2 separate regions of the Sus scrofa genome follow, and region 1 is linked to region 2. Evidence: chromatin contacts called from public Hi-C data. All regions are on one chromosome and are shown on one strand. The core of a region is the stretch at or near the end of the contact, and the rest is flanking DNA. Distances in the headings are between cores, read along the strand shown. Region 1 overlaps FOXP1 (forkhead box protein P1). Region 2 overlaps FOXP1 (forkhead box protein P1).

What was found. Hi-C and Micro-C count contacts between places; a contact is called where the count stands out from the background.
Region 1: a contact with region 2 is called in a Hi-C map of embryonic fibroblasts, with 2.9 times the contacts expected there. The contact joins two enhancer-like sites. A contact is called at or near these places in 2 of 47 Hi-C or Micro-C datasets (embryonic fibroblasts and fibroblasts) and 1 of 2 datasets of contacts at active chromatin or transcription factors (skeletal muscle).

The regions. Positions count from the first base shown.
Region 1 is chr13:52,891,741-52,896,140 of Sscrofa11.1, reverse strand. All of the region lies in intron 2 of FOXP1 (forkhead box protein P1), which reads left to right. Among named protein-coding and RNA genes, the nearest start is that of FOXP1, 80 kb to the left of the region's middle. Within about 2 kb of position 1,365, at least 8 of the 83 cell types and tissues checked have an H3K27ac peak or open chromatin away from gene starts, as enhancers often do. A contact at or near this core is called in embryonic fibroblasts, where this site is marked.
Region 2 is chr13:52,567,356-52,571,366 of Sscrofa11.1, reverse strand. The region is part of intron 6 of FOXP1 (forkhead box protein P1); the gene reads left to right. Among named protein-coding and RNA genes, the nearest start is that of FOXP1, 400 kb to the left of the region's middle. Within about 2 kb of position 1,431, at least 5 of the 83 cell types and tissues checked have an H3K27ac peak or open chromatin away from gene starts, as enhancers often do. A contact at or near this core is called in embryonic fibroblasts, where this site is marked.

The DNA of each region.
Region 1 (4,400 bases), core at 116-2,615, 320 kb before region 2:
AGGCAGTCAGAAAATTGGGTAGTGCAGGGTTTTTGCTGCTTGCATCTGCTTGTCCATCTTTTATCACCCAGGAAAAGTTAGGTGGTGTTCTAGAATGAAGATTACTGTTGCTTTTCAGTTTTAATTATTTTATTCCTTGAGTGTTTCTCAACAGGGACAAAGTAGTCTTCAGGAACATTCGTGTGATGCTTTTGGTAACAAAGCAGTAAGGTGATAGTCGGGGAAGGTAAAGGATTCATTTTCAGCTGGGGATTTTTTTCATCTCTGTCCCTACAGGAGGGGAAAGATGCAGCCAGTGCTTTTGGCTTTCTTCCTTACTCTAGGGGGTCACCTGCTCCTGTACTTTCTCCTGAGACAGAGCCTGGGCTGTTCTGCCTGTGCCTAGCCAAGATAAGAGGACATTTAGGGCCAGGTGTGTGACCCTGCTCTAAGCCAGGTGCTGGATCCTGTCTCTGAGGCACCACTGGGAGGCAATATAGCACAATTTGAACTAGATTCAAATCCTGGTTGCTCCACTTAATTGCTCTGTGACCTTGGGTGGTTACTTAACATCTCTGAGCCAGTTTCCTTTTTTGAAAAAGATAGAGTCCTACATTAGAATACTGTCCTTGGGGAGCCAAATGAGAAACGTGCATGTCAAGGGCTGGGCACTGCCCTTGGCACAGAGTCAACGTCAAAATAATGGGAGCTGTTGTTATCATCATCATCATGGCTGGCATCTTCCGTGATTCCTACCTGAGGCTTAGGCCAGTTTTGTTAAGATCAATTTAGTTTCCAAAAAAGATGTGCTAATTGGATTATTACATTTTCATGGCTTTTATATTTATATATCTGTGCATGGCTTTGGAATCTACACATGTATATATTTATCCATTCAAGTTTCTCTTTTAAAAATCTGTAAGAATTATATTTTTGAGTCATTGAGCCATGAGGAAATTGTTTTTCAAAAAAAGATTGCTGTAAGTGATCATTATGTAGGCCATCAAAATGGAGACTAATGGGGGAATGCATGTTCGAGGAAAAAAAGAACCGGAGAGGAGCTTGATGTTAACACGGGGCCAGTAGTAGAGTGTGGAGCGTTATAGCCTGGACATTTAAAAATGTATTAGCACTTGCCTGCCTTGTTTCAGGGTTGGATGGCACAGACAAGGCTGTCTTGGGGTGGGGCTAGATATTTTTTTGATTAATGCTACAACTTGTAGACTTGTCATCAGGAGAGGCTTATCAGCAGCTTTTCACAATCTGACATTCCACTCGGAATGCCCCGATGGAGGAAAGTTAGCACTCTGAATGCTTTTACAGTTGAATTCCACACACATGAATTATGACAAGTGAGGCGACTACTCTGTGGTTTGTTGTGTCTGGTCTGGTTCCTACTTTTAAAGTTGCAGTTGCGTTGGGTCATTTGAAGCTTATTTTCACAGTCTGGCCAAGCCAGCAGGGTCCCGGGGCTCGGTAGGGGACATAAACCGCCAGCCTTTAAGTTAGCGTGCTCAGTAGATAAGCATTTCAAGACTTCATTGCATCATACAAAAGGACTTATGGGCTTATTTAACATACACTATTTGACTTCATTTAGATATTTAATGGAAAGAAAAGCCTTTTATTATCACCGAAGGAAAGAGCTGCCAAACGTCGTGAGGCTCTGTTGAAGTATTACAACGGATGTATAGAGCGCAAATATATTTCACTGCCTTACATAATGGAGTGTTTAATAATAGTTGTTTCTTTAAATTTAGCACATGTATCTTAGATATTTGCACTTGGCAAATTATATGCTGTGGTGTAAGAAACTCCATTTTGTGTGTGTGTTTTCAAAACCAGTTTTAATGAAGTATGGACTGATTTTTACAAATGACCGTCAGCTGTGATTTATATGTATTTCACGAGCCCAGACTGGGGCGTCCGTACCGGGAATGAACACTTTGCCTCCTGTCTTTGCACAGATGGAAATGTGAGCAGTAGCCGGCTACGCTGACCTGCTTGGCCATGGCTTTTGCAAGTGTTTCGTTTGCAGGGCATTGGCATTTGGATGTGGGTCGGGGGTCTGGGTGGAGTGGGGAGAGCCCATTACACTGTGGCAAACCCCGAGGTTTGCCTGTGTGTCTGTGTCATCCACAGGAACTGCGTCTGCTCAGATTGCCAGGTCCCAGGATCAACTCACCTTGAGGTGTACTCTTGTTCTTCCAGGACACGGGGAGCTGTTAGGGACTGAATTGTGTTCCTTCCCCCCAAAGTTCCGATGTTGAATTCCTAACCCCCCAGAACCTCAAAATGTGACTGCGTTTGTAGACGGGGTCTTTTAAGAGGTAATTAAGTTCAGATGAGATTATTAGAGTGTAGCCGAATTTAGTATGATCAGTGTCCTTTAAGAGGCAATGAAAAATAAATAAATAAATAAGAAAGGGAGTTCCTGTCATGGCTCAGTGGAGGCAGATCTGACTGGTGTCCATGGGCATGCGGGTTCGATCCCTGGCCTCAATCAGTGGGTCGAGGATCCAGCGTTGTCGTGAGCTGTGGTGTAGGTTGGAGACGGAGCTTGGATCCCTTGTTACTGTGGCTGTGGTGTAGGCTGTTGGCTGCAGTCCCAATTAGATTTGACCCCTAGCCTGGAAACTTCCATGTGCCATAGATGTGGCCCTAAAAAGCAAAAAAAGAAAAAAAGTCAGTAATAAAAAAGGAAGAGGCGATGAGGACACCGACATGCATGTGGAGCAGACTGTTGGAAGACGCAGGGTAAAGACAGCCAGCCAGAAGCCAGGGACGGAGACCTCGGAGGAAACAGCTCTCTGGAACCTTGAACTCTGGCTTCCAGACTCTAGAACAATGAGAAAATAAAATTCTGTGGTTTAAGCCACCTAATCCAGGTTTCTTAGTTATGGTACCTTGAGCAAACTAACATAGGAGGCCATCAGAATCTACAGGAGGGCATGTGACATTTGAAAAAGTCTAGTCCATATTATATTCCAGGGTTTACATTTGGAAAATGATGGCGCGAAAACCTTGACAGGGAAGAAAACCTGTAAAGCTTGGCCAAATCCATGTGGCAGGGAGCATTGTGTTAGTGCATGCTCAGGTACAGCTGGCCTGCTCTTTGCCATGATGTGACTTAAGCTTTTTCGACTTTATGATGGTTGCAAAAGCATCCTCATTCAGTAGAAAATGTCCTTTGAATTTTGAAGTTCGGTCTTTCTCTAGACTCGCATAGGCGGTGCAGTCCTCTCTGGTGATGCTGAAGAGAGGCCAGGCTCTGGTCAGCAACGCCATCATGAGGGTAAACCACCAATACACTTAGAACCGTTCAGTGCCCAGACAGCCATTCTTTAGTCCTTTAGCCCTTTCACTACAGTCTTCAGTATATTACTTGAGATATTCAACACTTAACTATAAAATAGCCTTAGTATTGGATAATTTTGCTCAATTGTAGGCTAACGTAAGTACTCTGAGCATGTTTCAGGTAGTTGAGGCTAAGCTGTGATGTTCTGTAGGTTAGTTGTATTAAATGCATTTTTTTATGAACACCCCCATGGCATGTAGAAGTTCCCGGGCCAGGGATTGAATCTGAGCCACAGCTTCGGCCTATGCCACAGCTGCAGCAATGCTGGATCCTTTAACCCCCTGCACTGGGCCAGGGATGGAACCCGAACCTTTGCATCCACTCGAGCTGCTGCAGTCAGATACTTAACTGACTGCACCACAGCGGGAGCTCCTTAAATGCATTTTTGACTTCCAGTGTTTTCAGTTGACAGGGGTTTATTGGGATGGAAGCCTGTCAAAAGATGAGGCCAGTCTGTGCTAACATGAGTAACATTTGTTGAGGACTCATGGTAGGCTGCACACAGGATGAAGGGTCTTGCCTGCATTCTCTGTTCCTGTCTTCACCACCATCCTGTGAGGTCGGAGCTCTTATTATCTCCATCTTACAAATGAAGAGACGGAGGCAGAGAGGTTAAGTGACATCTGTGGGATTCCGAGCCAGGTCATCCTGCTCCAGACCTGTCCACATTTTTGCTTTGCCAGCCCTGGGAGACTGGGGGCTGAGGAGGGGTGGTTGGCCGATCCGTTGTGACTGTTGGTTAAAGGATGTTGTGATTTGATGTCTTAGACCCAGTTTTGGTTCCCCCTTCAGAGAGGCTGTAAAGTATGTTGAGTTAGGTGAAGATGTCACGAGTCATCATCATCACAGATATTGTAGAGTGCTTAGTGTGAGCCTTGATCTGAGCTTTGAACCTGCCTGTGTTGCCCTCATAGCAACCCAAAGTGCTTTTGCCAGTCTCCCAGTGGCTCACCCCCAGTCAATGGGGGTGATGGACTCTTTTTCCTAATAGCCACTCCCCCAAGCCCCCACCACTGGTCAGCACTTTCTTTCTGACAAGTCCCCCATTTGCCCAGCATCTGCC
Region 2 (4,011 bases), core at 182-2,681:
GGCAAGGACCTTGGAGCCGGCTGAAAAAGCATTTGTCTTCAAAGAAAAGTCAGCTTTGGAAAATCTCCCACTCTGGCGTTTCAGAGGCAAGAGAACCTCAGTTCCTCGAAGGTGTCACCATGGCCACGTCTTTGTTGTCACTGCAAAAAAGAGACGCACTTGGTAGGCTGGAGAAGAAAACCAGGCTATTTCAGTTCCAAGTATGAGGAGCTGAAAAAAAAAAAAACACTTCTCTGGGTGGCTCATAGGCTGGCATCTCTAGCTCCTTTCAAAGTCCACAGTCAGTCCCCTTCTTCCAGGCTTCTCGCAGCCTCAAGCCTTCTCCAGAAGCTTTCATAGAACCTTGGTCTCTCCTAACAATTTTCTATCATGTTTATGTTGGACATTCCTTCTACCCCAGCTCCAGGTGCTGAGCTCCTTCATACCTCTTGTGGGAATGATAAAACTACTTCATTTTGTCCCTTTTACACACATTCATCTGTTCCCACTTGGTTGTACTGTGTCGTCAATTCTCTCCCCCGCCTCGCCCCGCTCCTTCCCCCCAATATATAGATGTGTGTAATTGCATCTATTCTTTTTCTCTGTGGAGTTATAGAATTTTTAAAATTCCTTAGATGATCCAGCTTCACATTTTATGGATAAAGAAACTAAGCTCAGACAAAATAAAGGCTTTGTCTTTTGATTAACTTTTGCATGGACGCCCTTGACGTTTAGAAATAGTCTTCTGGGCTAGGATGGGGGCCCTTGTACGATCTGTCAGGATGGATAAAATTGAAAAGTTCATTCTTGTGGTAACCAGCACCATTAAGAACTAAGTTCAATGTTTAGGATTTATCTGTGTTGCGTGGGGGGCGGGGGGGTGGTGTAGGGAGGTGTATATGTTCATCTATTGTAAAATGTGTTATTGATTATTGGGAGATGGGTATTTTTCTTCACCATAATTTTATTAGAGCAGGGATCAGCAAACTTTTTAAAAGTTACTTTAAACAGTAAACTTTTGGGGCTTTATAGGGTATTCTGTCTCTGTCACAAAAGTTCTTTGTGAAAATAGCCATAGACAGTACATGGGCATTGCTGTGTTCTAATAAAACTTTATTTACAGAAACAGGCTGAGGGCTGCATTTGACCCTCAGGCAGTAGTTTGCTGACCCCTATCCTAGCAGATGAACTGATGGTAGCTCTAGGAAATTGTTTTGATGTAGTCGGTGATGAAATTCCTGTGCTAGTCACACTGTGGTCTAGGATGGATAACTTTTTATTTTTTCACTTTCTTTAAAAAAAAAAAAAAAAAAAAAAAACTTCCCAGCTCCATCCTTCCTGCCACAGTTTGTTTCCCAATTCCCATTCCTTAAAGCCTCATTCACTGTGGTTATTCTGGTTCCTGCAAGCCCACATTTTCTTGAATGCTATTGGGAAAGAAGCTAAGACTTCCCAGAATTTGCCAGCAACCCCTTGTAAGATGACTTCAGCCCTGATCTCCACGTCTCACTCTTATCAGACTTGACCAGAGGTAACCTCTATGATTCCTTCCTAGACAGTCACAGTCTTCAAGAAGTGGGCTAGTATCACCCACATCCCTGCTCTCCTTTGGCCTTTTCTTGGTTTCCTACCTCGAATGTGTAACATCCTGCCTTTGAATCAGGCTTGGTCCTTGTCTGATGTGTGGAGTGTATAGTTTTACTAATAGGATAACAGTTAATATGTAGCACAAAAAAAATCATTCTGTCCCTGCCATTTTTTTTTTTTTTTTTTATGTTGGGCAAAAGAGAAACAAAGGCAAACCAGAAAACAAAGGTTTTTTTTCTTTGGGATGCTTTTCATTCTAGAGACTTTGTAAAGGAGGTCAAATTGGTCAGGAGGGGGTGAAGAGAAGAGGGGATGTCTTTTCTCATCGCTCTTGGTTATATGCTGAATTATTAAATGGAAATTCCAAGGGAGAGAAATGAAGAAGAGCTCAAATGTCTCCCCTGGCTGGTTATTCCTATCAAACCATGTTAAATTCTGGGGAATCTTTAGGGGTATTGACTCATGTTCTTAGGCAATAGATGAGAAACTCCTTCTGTGGGAGAAAAAAAAAATAGATGACGCCTTGATCAAAAGGAAAAAAGAAGTGACCTCTTAAGTTTGGCAAATGCAAGGGCTCTGCAAATATGGTCCAAGAACATTGATGGGAGTAGCAGCCAGACTGGGTTTGAGTCTTGCTACTATAATTCACTCTTGATTTGTAGCAAGTCACTAACTCTTGGAGCCTCTGGAAACGAGTTCTTTTCAAAGGTTCCTTTTGCTTCTAAAATTGCACTCTGTTTCTTCTCTCATTCATTTCTGATTAAATTAGAAACCATGCTCTACTTGAGATATTTGGTTCTTTGCTGACTTTTGGAAAGTACAGTAGTGAACAAATCACAGTAGGCACTCTAGACCTTGATTTATTTATTTATTTGGCCACACCCACAGCATGCACAAGTTCTCAGGCCAGGGAGTTGAACCTGCACCACAGCAGTAACCAGAGCCACAGTAGTAGACAATGCCACATCCTTAACTGCTAGGCCACCAGGGAACTCCTCCAGGTCTTTAAAATGTGGCCTTGCAAGCAAGGATATCCTTTAAAAAGCCGTAAGTGAATCAGAAAGGAAGAAGGAAGTTAGAGGAGACCCTCATTTTGAAGACAGATCCAATCAACCGATTTGGGGTGCGAGACTTAGGGAGTAGTGTCCATGTCCTGCCACCTTGTGGCTCTGTGACCTTAGGCAGTTGCTTAGTCTTGGTTTCTTCATCTGTAAGATAAAAGTTAATAATAACTGTCTTGTACATGTCAGAGGGGCATTAGGGGAAGCAAAGGAGGTATTTCAGGTGAAAATGTTTCATAAGCAATGAAATATTATACAAATACAAGATGTTGTCATTATTGAGATGTGTTTTTCATTTGTGTTACATTCTTGCAGGCCTCCCATGTTTCCAAATGTGATGCCTTTCCCCTGGGGTCACTCACGGTCCATGACTCTGCAGTTTTTGTCCCTTGCGATTTCTCTACCTTGGAATTTCCATTTAATAATTCAGCATATACCCAATAGCAATGAAAAAAGCAGGCACCTACGTATTTTTCCAAGGTTTAGATTTTTCTCCTTTTTTTTCTTTTAGCACAGTGTATTAAAAAACTTCCAGTTTTTATTTAACATAAAAGGCACTGTATGTACATTTTCTTTTCTTTAAAAAAAATGGAGGACTATCCTAGAGCTTCCTGGAAACAAAAGCCGGGTTATCCCTGATTAAGCAAAGGAAGAGGCTACATGAGATTTGGCAGGAAGGATAACGGGTTGGGTTGTTACTTATCAAAGGAATATTTGCTGTTGGCCTTAGTATAATAATGTTAATGAGATTATTAGATGGGGGAGATTTTCAATAAATAATTGATAAGGATTAGAAAGTGCCTTTTCTGCAAATAAACTTCAGAATAATTAATATTCATAGACTCTGTTTGTCAACAGAAAAATGTAAATGAAGAACCGGTCCTATCACCAGACACTCGTCCTGAAGGGCATCTGTAAGATAAGGGTTAGGAGGGAGAGAGGCTGGCCTCAGAGCCCGGGGCCCAGACCCAGCCAGGGTTGGTACAGTTCCTCACACCTGGGCACGTAAATTTTCCCATCTGCATCTCCCTCTGAAAGAAACCCCGAAATTCAGATTTCTAATAGGTTGTTGGTTGCAAGGTATGAAGGACAGAAGGAGGTAAGAGAGAAGGCAGCTTGGTAATGCAAAAGCAGTGTACTGAAAGTCACTTCTATTTCTTATTTATAATCTACATGCACACCCTGGATAATAGATGATGCCGTTCATTCAGTACTTTAACTTCAAAGCCAAGCGCAGGCATGGATGACAGAGCCGGGAGCGGGGCTACAAAGGTACTCACAACAAGAGGAAAAATGCCTGTTTACAGGATTGCATTTGTTAGCACGCTCTCTTCAGATATTGTTCCCCCAGGAGTAGCAAGAATATGTTCAGCGCGAACAATGA